Linked DNA regions of Mus musculus: regions 2 and 3 are each linked to region 1. The links are chromatin contacts, called in public Hi-C and HiChIP or PLAC-seq maps. All regions are on one chromosome and are shown on one strand. Each heading gives the region's core, a stretch centred on a gene start, on an enhancer-like site or on the middle of the called end of the contact. The rest is flanking DNA. Distances are from core to core; before and after follow the strand shown.

Evidence for each region. A called contact is a pair of places that touch in the nucleus more often than the background predicts. HiChIP or PLAC-seq counts read pairs in DNA pulled down with a chosen protein or histone mark.
Region 2: an H3K27ac HiChIP or PLAC-seq map of heart atrium shows a contact between it and region 1, with 18 times the contacts expected there. The contact joins two enhancer-like sites. A contact is called at or near these places in 3 of 39 promoter capture datasets (hippocampal neurons, maxillary cranial neural crest and second pharyngeal arch cranial neural crest), 2 of 484 Hi-C or Micro-C datasets (dorsal root ganglion neurons and embryonic fibroblasts) and 9 of 115 datasets of contacts at active chromatin or transcription factors (cardiomyocytes, craniofacial prominence, embryonic basal ganglia and 6 more).
Region 3: a Hi-C map of the N1E-115 cell line shows a contact between it and region 1, with 8 times the contacts expected there. The contact joins two enhancer-like sites. A contact is called at or near these places in 1 of 484 Hi-C or Micro-C datasets (the N1E-115 cell line) and 1 of 115 datasets of contacts at active chromatin or transcription factors (embryonic basal ganglia).

The regions. Positions count from the first base shown.
Region 1 is chr2:63,701,360-63,704,901 of GRCm38.p6, forward strand. No RefSeq gene overlaps it. Among named protein-coding and RNA genes, the nearest start is that of Gm8541, 130 kb to the left of the region's middle. Within about 2 kb of position 1,577, at least 122 of the 459 cell types and tissues checked have an H3K27ac peak or open chromatin away from gene starts, as enhancers often do. A contact at or near this core is called in the N1E-115 cell line and heart atrium, where this site is marked.
Region 2 is chr2:64,068,356-64,071,897 of GRCm38.p6, forward strand. All of the region lies in intron 2 of Fign (fidgetin), which reads right to left. Among named protein-coding and RNA genes, the nearest start is that of Fign, 28 kb to the right of the region's middle. Within about 2 kb of position 1,771, at least 16 of the 459 cell types and tissues checked have an H3K27ac peak or open chromatin away from gene starts, as enhancers often do. A contact at or near this core is called in heart atrium, where this site is marked.
Region 3 is chr2:64,031,054-64,034,595 of GRCm38.p6, forward strand. The region is part of intron 2 of Fign (fidgetin); the gene reads right to left. Among named protein-coding and RNA genes, the nearest start is that of Fign, 65 kb to the right of the region's middle. Within about 2 kb of position 1,783, at least 2 of the 459 cell types and tissues checked have an H3K27ac peak or open chromatin away from gene starts, as enhancers often do. A contact at or near this core is called in the N1E-115 cell line, where this site is marked.

The DNA of each region.
Region 1 (3,542 bases), core at 327-2,826:
TATATATATATATATATATATATATATATATGAAAGTTGAAATTTTATTATTATTGAAAATTAGCTTGTTTGTTCAATCTAAATCGTTTCCCTTCTCTGGGCTGTCAAGTGTAGACGCTGTCTAGCTGTGAAGAATTGCCCTGATTTGACTTTAACCTTAGATCAAACACTGAAACACAAGAGTAAATCTACTTAATTTCTGAGCAAATAAAAAAGTATCTAAAATTTCCCGAGCTGAAATGTTCCAATATATTTTCAAAAATCTATGATTGCACAGCAAATAGATAGAAATTTCTTCATAGATAGGAATTACCATAAACTTTGAGAAGAATTTATTAGTCTTAGGGCATAGGATTAGTGAAGAAAAACAGTGAAAAAAAAGTTGTTCGATTTGTTTCTGCCAAAGTCTTTAACAAAAAGAAAAATCTCTAGTTTAGAAAGAAGATTATATTTTCCACATCCAAAATAAAGAAAAGTTTACTATGCATCCAGTCACCTTGATTCCCAAAACCACCACGAGTAAAACACAATGCGGAGATGTGTCTCACATATAACCTTGCCCTTTGTCATTTTCGTAAACGAAAAGCAAATAAACAGCAATTGTCGCCACTCTAAAATGCACGGCCGCGCTCGGTGGCATTTATCCTTCCGCCTTCCCTCATTTATTATTGCGGGTAGACTGTTTGCCACCACCACTGCTGGGGAGGTCTGACACAGGGAGGGGAGGAGGAGTCGATGGACAGCGCCTATTATCTCTTCCCTACTCTCTCTTGCCCTTTTATGGCCTATAACTTCATTCAATCTACAGCTACATTTATGTCCCTTTTACAACAAAAAGGGTCATAATGCTGCCTCTGCTAATAGTGAAATTGTCTAATTTGTGCATCTTCTTTTAAGCCTTGGGACTGGTCTCCATCTCAAGTTATGCCTGGGTTTGTCCCATCAACTTTGAAAATGATGGTCCTGTTTAGGTTCTGCTTCCTGCCAGAACTGCCTGACTTCTGTGCGAGACCCTCAGGCAGACCAAGAGGGAGGAGAAACCTGGAGTGAACCGCGCAGGGACACCCAGAACATATCCAGAGCGCTTAGGGTGTCCCAGGAGATGGCAGGTTTGGATCCAGGGAGCTAGCTGCCGGTCAGCTGACATCCAGAGGGCCCCAGTGCAGGAATCTGAAGAATTTGCTTGCTCAGAAGATGAGAGCTAGAGGGACTCCCCATTCTGACCCCAGCGCGCGCCGGCTGGGGACCAGCAGGGCCTCCCTGCAGCTGCTGCCAGTGCTGTCCCCGCTGCCGCGCTGGAGACTGCAAGGAGTGGGTTGCTGGGCGGGCCTGGCAGCTGCTCTGCCTGGACTGCGGCCCCTGACATCTCTCTCTCTCTCTCTCTCTCTCTCTCTCTCTCTCTCTCTCTCTCTCTCTCTCTCTCTCTCTTTTCTCTGTTTCCCTTTTTTTTCCCTTTTCGCTTTGCCTGGTTGCATGACAACTACAAAGCAGAAAATGGTCCCCACAAACGGAGGAACCTGGAGTACAGTAGTTCGGGCTTCTAACAAAGCCAGACTCGCGGTCCTCCTGTCTCTTCTCCAGCAGCTGAGCTTTTCCCATCTCCTGCCGCTGCTGCGGTGCTTTGTCAGCCTTTCTCTGAGAACTCCCACATATTCTCCTCCTCCTTTCAAACTGTCAAAGATGCTTCACCCCCTCGGCACCCCACCCCCTACAAAAGAAGGGGGAAAACATGCTTTTTTGTTTGGTAAAAGTGAGGTAAAAATCTCGAAGAGAACTTTGTATTTGCAACTGAGATTTTACTACCATTTCTTTATTAGAAAACGAATCTTCAAGTCCAGCATAATAAAATAAAGCTCAAATGGATGAATATGGCAGGTTAGGGAGCAATTAGCTGCTAATTTGGGAGAGCACTTCTTGATTTCCCTGACCAGCCCATTCATGTTCCTTCCCTTCCTAAGATTTTCTTTCCTGTTCAAGGCTAAAAGCTGGCTATGATTCCGCTCATAAAAATATGTCACAGCAATTGGAATTTACCCTTTGACCTTCTACCTGCTCACTGCCACCTCTCCTCTACACACACACACACACACACACACACACACACAGAGAGAGAGAGAGAGAGAGAGAGAGAGAGAGAGAGAGAGAGAGTCAGTAGCCAGCTAGTTCACTTCACAGATGGAAGTGTTGCCAGTGAAAACTGCCTTTTGCAAAAGGTAACTCTTATAAAATTCTTAAACATGAATTATTCGCCATCCTCCATTTAAAAGCTATCTTGCATGTGAAATTTGTGGATCCGTCCAATGATCCTATTTTATATTTTACATGGTAAGCATAAATCCTCAGAGATTCTAGGGATGCAAACATACAGCAACAGTGAAGAGAGCAAGTCCAAAATGTATGGGCAGAGTTTTCTAGTTTTTCTGAGAACCCTCACCTTTCCAAATAGTTTGTCCCTGCCTTTGTGCAGTGAAAGCCCCATTACCAGCCTTGAGGAAAAAAAGGAAAAAAAAAGTGCTAAGTGTTTTGTACAATTTCTTTTTGTGTGCGTGAAGCTCAAAAAGCCAAGAAAATGGGCAAAATACTGAATCAGGCCACCAGGGCCAGTTCAAATGCACACAAAGACATTTTTACTGCATTATTTGAACTATTACTAAATAAAATGCTTTCTTCCGTTGAGTGTGGCAAAATAATAGTCTTCTCAAACGTGAATACTACTTGTTGGGAAAAGTTAGCAATAACTTAATATTTGGTTACAGAGCCATACCCTCTCTGATTAACAGCAATTCTTTGTCCTTACTGTGCATTCTGAAATGGTGGCAAACCTTTTAGTCAGGATTGGAAGCCCTTTTAAGATGTCCAAGCATGTCTTGAATCCAGATATTCAAGGATAAAATGAACAAGCTTAAACATTGTTTTCTTCTGCACACACTGACTAGAAATGAAGAATTGAAACAGTGTCTGGCAATTCATTACCAGATTCCCAAGTCATGACTTAATGCACATGTCAAAATTTGAAATAGCCAGGCAAGAATTAAGCAGGGTTTAACATTAGTATAATTGTGGGGTTTGGGAGACAATTATTATTTTTTCCCTCCATGTTTGCACACCAATGCTGTAAGGACTGATGGAGTTGTACCCAGAGAACAGAACTTAGCAATCTATAAGAAATTTCATAAGGTTTTTATTAAGAATTATTTTCCCTAAACTTAAACAGAAACCTCTTCAAACTTTCTATTGCTGTTATTCTTGTTTTAAAAAATAGTATTTCTCTTCATCACAGTGTAGAAATGGCAGTTAACCATGTGCAGGTTTAGATAATGATGATTTCATACTGTTGCTACTACAAGATGGCTGAAAATGTCTGTGGGGGTGGAGGATACAGGACTCTTCTTTTATATAATGTCAGATTTGTTTGAAATTCTTAGCGTTAAAGACTTAAAGATAAATCTGCAAACACACCTACATGTATTTTATCACTGTCACGGGTTTTGTAGAGGTCGGCCATTTTTCTTGGAAATGGCACCAACTGCTGGTTGGAAATA
Region 2 (3,542 bases), core at 521-3,020, 370 kb after region 1:
TACTGTTTATTAAGTACGACTTTACTAGTTACAGTGAATTTTTAGTATCATATAGTAAAAACATTCCTAAATATAATGATTCAAACTGCACCTAAATAAATGTATATTTATTCTGTGTTTAATACTGATATTTATTTTATTTATTTTTTGGTAAGGTGTGTAAAAAGTACACTGTTTAGAATACAAAATTCACATTATTTCCTGCAGCAGAGCATCCTACCACTTGTGTTTTGATACATATCCTTTTGGTTTAATACCATTGTGATCTGAACATTAGACAAAACCCTAATATCAGTCTCTGAGACACGATGTCGAAATCACTCACTGTGCATCACAGAGGTGAACTCTTGTTGGCAGAAAATCTAACAAAATTTTATTTTCATTTACAATATATTAGTGAGTTTTAAAAATTCACTTAAAAGAAACAAAAATATATAGCAAATATACCCAAAGATTTACACAAACACTGAATCTCTTCTATTCCTGAAAGTCACAGCAATGGTATAATTTTCTGTATCTGGAAGTGGAGAAATTGTTATTTCCTTGCTATCATGTTGCCTAACATTAGTAAAAGTATTGCTTCTAATAATACCTTTTTTCTTTCATGTCTATTTAATAATGAAATTTCAATCAACCATATGTTAATTTGAGATACTAGAATTTAATGAAAATCAGTATTCTTCCATACTTTCTCTCCCTCAGTGTCTCTAAGTGTCTCTCTTGTCTCTATCACTGACTCTCCCTCTGGCTCCTTCACCCTTCTCTCTTTGCCTATAAATAGGTAAACAATCTCATGGTTGGCTATTTCAGAGTATACAAAGCAAAAATAAAATGAAGCAAAAGTCCATGATGTAAGTAAGGACTTTGAAATTCAGGTGATAGAAAAGTAAAAGTTGTGAATTCTTTCATCTCAACCTAGGTGCTTCCTGATACCACTGGACAAACAAGAAAGTTCTGCAGGCAGCATTGAGTCCCCCAGAGCTGGGTCTGGAAGGCGGTTGGCATTTATTTTACCTCCATTTTCAAGCAACTTATCAGGGGGTTCTATTTTTGGCAACAGCTTTGTTAATGAGATAGAGGAGCTAAACACTGTAAAGAAGTGAGCAGCGACGTTCTTTCCCATAAATGTTATAATGGAATAGATAATACTTTAACAGTTAACAAATTTACATGTTTAACACAAATACATTTAATCTTGAAATAACCGAAATAGTGATGAATATTTTAAGTACCACACTTTGCTTATTTGTTTGAAAGGAAATATTACTCAAAGCTAGCCTTCAGTAAGAAATTGAAATTTCTTTCATTCTGTCATCACATGAGAGAGTGCATATTCCTTGCTTTAAACAAAACAGAGCTTTCTGTGGACAAAGGATTCATCCACAGAAAATTCTCCAATGTAAATTTAATTTGGTGTCATAGTACTATTGAACCTTGGCCACCTCACATGTTTATATTTTTGTAGAATGGATAGAAAATTAGAGAGGAAACAAAACATACTTGGTCTGCAAAGACATGTACAGTATGGTCTAAAAGTCTTGTATTCTTTTTAAGAATAAGAACATTATCAGAAATAGCTGACCCCAAACAATGTCTTAATTCATGGACACTAAATAACAATTAGAACTATTCCAATTAAGTTTTAATTTTGGAAAAAAAATTAACTACAAACTCAGTCATTCAATAAAGTGTTGTCGTCCTCCAGTGTGTTTCTAGGCACAGAATATAGCAATTTACTATTGACAAGCACTAACGGAAGGGGTCATTTCACAAGTATAACGCGGACAAAGGTGAACCGGGCAACTGATGAAATCTGTGGCCAAGGCGAAATAGCAATCTCTGAGCCAAATGGTAATAAAGTTACCGAAATGAAGCAATGTAGTTTCTAAACTGAACTGTCATAAAGTAGGATATGGGCTTCAAACTGGCATGTCAGGAGTAATTAAAATATTATTTCTCCGTTTTAAAAAGTTCTTGATAGTTTTAACAGTCTTATCGATTTCTTTCATTCAACCAGCTAACAGTGAGGTTAGAAGGAGGCTGCTGAGTGGACAGGAGGCAGTGGAGAGACTTGATGGAGGTGCTGCAAGAGATAACGCCAGGGACATGTGTTAGCATACTAGAGTGGATGGGAGATTGTGCAAGCTGAATGCTGCACTGCCCTGCAGTACAGAAAGCCAGATGCAGAGGCACATGCCTGTAATCTCAGCACTTGAGAGGTGGAGACAGAATGATCCAGAGTCCAAGGTCATCTTTGCCTTGGATGAAAAATAATTCAAGGCCAGCCTAGAGACCCTGTGTCAGAAAAAAAAAAAAAAAAAGAAGGGTGGAAGAGAAAATGAAGGTGGAAAGAGGGAAGGAGGAAGAGAGAAGGGAGAAAAAAGGGAGGAATGGAAGGAGAGATTCAAATATCCAGGTACTATCATGTTTAGAAAGCAATGACTGCACGTATGACCATGTCATTGCTTATGTGTGTATGTCATATACATATACACATACATATATGTATATGTATATGTATATATATACATGTTTCTTTAAAGCAAGAGGATTGAGTGAAGATCTTAAAATCCACTCAGCCCCTAAAGAGTCTAACATAGTATGATTATGAATTACCTTCATAAATCTGCTAGCACATATGATGTTGTAAAATCTAAAGCTTGGCTGAAGACACAAATCCCTAAAAAGGCCACATCTTCATTCATTCTCATCAACAACCCACAGAGGGAAGTCAGTAAGAAGAGATGCAGGCCAAATGCATATCCACACATCCCTCAAGCAGCCAGACCTTTCTCTTGATGGGGAATAGGAATATATCCTTTCCAAAAGGTGGTATTTGTCCATCAAATGCCTTGTGTACCAAATTTGTATGTAATCTACTTTATAACTAGCTACTTTTTCATGAAATGCCTTTCATTTGAATGTATCTATGCTCACATTATACCGTAAATAAGTGGTTTGTCTGCACTTAACTAAAAAGTACAAAAGACTTCATTTCATGAGAACACAAAGGAATCCCCAGGGACCTAGAGTCTAGACCAGAGAATCCTGCAAACCTGATTTTCACTTTGCAGGGGAAAAACAAAACTATTGCAATTGCCCACAGTATGTATATTTCTTGCTCACTTCTGAACTGTGGTCCTACCTTACAAACTACCCCATGCATCACCCACTCAGCTCACAGACCCAAGGCATAATCTGCTATGAGATCCCACACACACACTACATACAAGACCTCAGATTGCATTACCAGAGAATACCTGCCTACTAGCCTCTGCCTAACCTCTACAAAGCAAAATAAGCAAATGCATTTCCGCAATGAAAGTTTGCTATTCCTCTCATATCTAGTAGGAAAAAAAGAGAGAAGAAACAATGAATATAGCAGTGTTCTTAAATGGTCAATTCAGTAAATTCTGTTCTGGTCACATCTTTGTAGCTTAGGGTAAAAATAACACACTTCTAGTGTTTGTCCCTGTTTTCTAATTACGCACATACACTGTATGTTATGGCCCAAAAGAGAAATAATAATGCAAATGTTCTCT
Region 3 (3,542 bases), core at 533-3,032, 330 kb after region 1:
ATCTGGCAGGATACTCATTCTGACAGAAGCAAAAGCTGTTCAGTTGTGGTGGGTGCTTGTGTATGCATGGGCTTTCATGTGTAGGTGTGTGTACCTGTGTGCATAAATATGGGAACCTGTGCTATGACACATGTGTGAAGTCAGAGGGCAACCTTGGTGTGTGGGTCCTAATGACACACCTTGTTTGAGGCAAGGTGTATTTCTACTGAGTATCCCTAGCAAGCTGATTTGTGACCATCCAGACATTTCCCTGCGCTCCAGTGGGAGTGCTGAAACTCCAGTTCATCTGTATTTTACATGGGTTTGGAGTAGCTGACTTGGGTTTTTTACACCAGCATAGCAAGCATTTAGATTTACTGAGTCATCTCCATAGCCTAGTGTTCAAATACTTTATGGAGGATAAGAAGTTCTACAACTGTGAGTAAATTATCTCATGATTGGTGTTTGTCTAATTATGTAAAAAAAGATGTCCAAGATGGTAATTCTGGTGGACAGCAGATTTTAGCCTTACAAAACTACAGTGATTTGCTTGGGTACACCACAATAATTTTATAATGATACTAAAATAAATGTGATTCCTTTTTAATTTTTTTCTGCCACAACAAATCATGTCAAATGCTAACAAGATAAAATGTTATTCCTGCCACACACAATGGGACTTGTGATTTTTGTGGAAATCATAGAGTAAAAAGTGTCTTTAAAATGGATATTCATTCTTTAGAATGAAAAAAAAAACACACACACAAAAAAACCAGAAGTGTAACAGCATAGAAGCCCATGCCAAAAAGTTAAAAATAATTACCCAATTACAATTACTCCTAAGTGTATATAGTCCACTGTTGTCACCAAATAAATCACACTGAGAGCTGCTCACACAGCTTCGGAGTCGAGGCCTGCCTATTTGTATTTAAATTGCCTCATATTCAATTTTAATTGCTTTATATGTCTCTTTTCTCTCATTGTTATTTAGCTTATTGATAAAATGTAAGTGCCTCGTTTTTAAAATTTGTCCATAATCTTTTATTATGCATTAAGTAATTTCAGCTACTTACTACCTTCCCCCAGTTACAGTAAACACGTGATCTGATATGTGTGCAAAAGATATGCGTGCACAATACAGTAAAACAAACACGGCAAACAGGGACTATTTCTGGCTTTTTGCACACGCCTTTATGATGAGATGGTCTGTTTATTTTTCACCAATCCTTTTTAACAGATGTAATTGGGTTATTTTAGGAACATGATTAGTTCATCAATAATACTTAACCAACCATAACATCAAGATCAGCCTGGAATGGGAATGGCTATAGAATGTGATGACTCACACCATCTATTCTGCTGGAAGGACTGGCAAGCATCATTTTACCGTTTTATAAGACAGGACACCGGTTTGTGATTACTTCGGATGCAATGCACCCAGTCGCTCTGAGTGCTCCAGACATAGCGTGTGAACTCTACTAGCTGGCATGATCCATTTCTCTGCCCCTCGGCCACTGGCAGATATCCAGTGTGAAGCGCAGTTAGATGGAATCATGAATAGGACAAAACAGAGGAAGAGAGACCATAGGTAGAAAAGAATCAGCTTTCATAGTGGACTGTGCCTTGAAAAAAAAACCTGGAATTCCCATGTATTTGAGGCTTCCTGCAGGAGAGCAGGCAGTATCACCAGATGTTTTACATGCAATATGGCGGCTATACAAGAAAAAGGACTGTTGCCAACAAGACATTTTCCAAATAGTGGGAAGCAGGTATACAATGATCTCAAAGATCCAGAGTTTATACATCCTGAGACAAATTGTATATAGTTTACTCCATGCATACATTCTGTCTGTGAATGGTACGCACACAATTAACTGAAAGGGACCTGCCAGCATTGGCCAAATGGTTTCAAAAGTTGATCAGCCAACAATCATTTTCAAGGAAATAGCCAAAACCCAGAATTGCACTAACTCACATTTACATCATTGGGAAGGACAATATATAACACTTAAACAACCATAAATGTGTTACTTTAGGGAATTAGTCCCTACTTCTGATTCACACTAAAGAGCATGAGCTGGTATCAATTAATAATGTAGGTAAAAGTTGGCATGAAAAGGGGATGAAACATGCTCATATTAATCCCAAAGTTTCCAGCACTGCCCCCTCAAATAAATTTAGTGCAACTTCTTTGTAACTCTGAGTCATCATCTAACTCATTACAATAATATAATCAATATATTATTGAGACAGAAATCTCTTGGTAACATGGCAAGACTAGTAATGCTAGGTTCTAAATTAATGTCAGTGTCTTGCACATGTGTCATAAATGGCTAACCAAGGGACACCGGATCGTCCCTGTGGCTGAGATAATTGTTCTGCTTTCAAATTCCTGAAGATCTATTGTATTAGTTCCCAGGGCAAAGCATCTCTCTCTCTCTTTTCTTCTTTCTCATTCTTCAATCATAATAAGAATTAGAAAACACATTTGACAAACAGATGACTGAAGATAATGGACACTCTGCAGCAATAATAACATCCTGATTACTGGTTTCATGGTGTCACTTGGGGGCATCTTGGAATTTCTTACTAAGATACTTTTACACATATTACGGGCCCTATGACAACTTCCAATGTATGATGCAAAAGAATGGGCTGAGGTCATTTTTAGAATGAAGTACTTCAATTAAGAATCTATGAAAAAGTGAAATACTATATGTTGCCCCATTAATACAGGTAGTCTCTTATCCTGTAGGGTAGCCACTAAAATATGGCATGCATGGTCCTCATAGTTTTGGAAGCTGCAACTCTATAAGTTGTTTTGAAGGAGATTTATTAATTCTACTTTAAATTCTTTACATTGCCATTTTGTTATATTTTCAAATAGTCTTACATTTTATATATTTATTTTATATTTTCTATATTTTAGGTTACATTATAACCATATCTTGATGTAGTTTAGATTCAAAAACACAGCTGGCTAGAAATGCTGATTAGAGAACACGAATGTGTGCAATGGTGAAAGCTCTGAACCGGGGCCAACAGATTGGATCAGCAGGCAGAGGCATTTGCCAGAACATGATAACTATAGTTCAGTCCCCAGGACCCACAGCGTGGAAGAAAAGAACAGATTCCTTCAAACTGTCTTCCAACAACTACACATATACTGTGGCACAAACACATGGGCACATGCATGCATGCACACACACACATACCCCCACACCCCACACACACTAATATTTTTAAAATTAAGCTGTGCTCATGACAGAGAGATACTATTTAAAATAAAAATAGTTTTAATGAGAAAAGATGCTGTAGGCAGCTAATTAACATTTCATAAATATGGAGACACAGAACTGTATCTGTAAATGAGAAGGAACGTCTACTTTGAAAGACGGGTTCATTTAAGGATACCTTCAAATAAAGCGAATGTGAGGTGAGACTTTGGGTCCCTAAGGGAAGTAAGCTCAAGGAACAGACTCCACGCCTATGGATCTTATAGAAAGTTGAATGTGACCGCTGATTCTCTTCTTGACAATGAGTTAGTGTGTCCTAGACGGTTC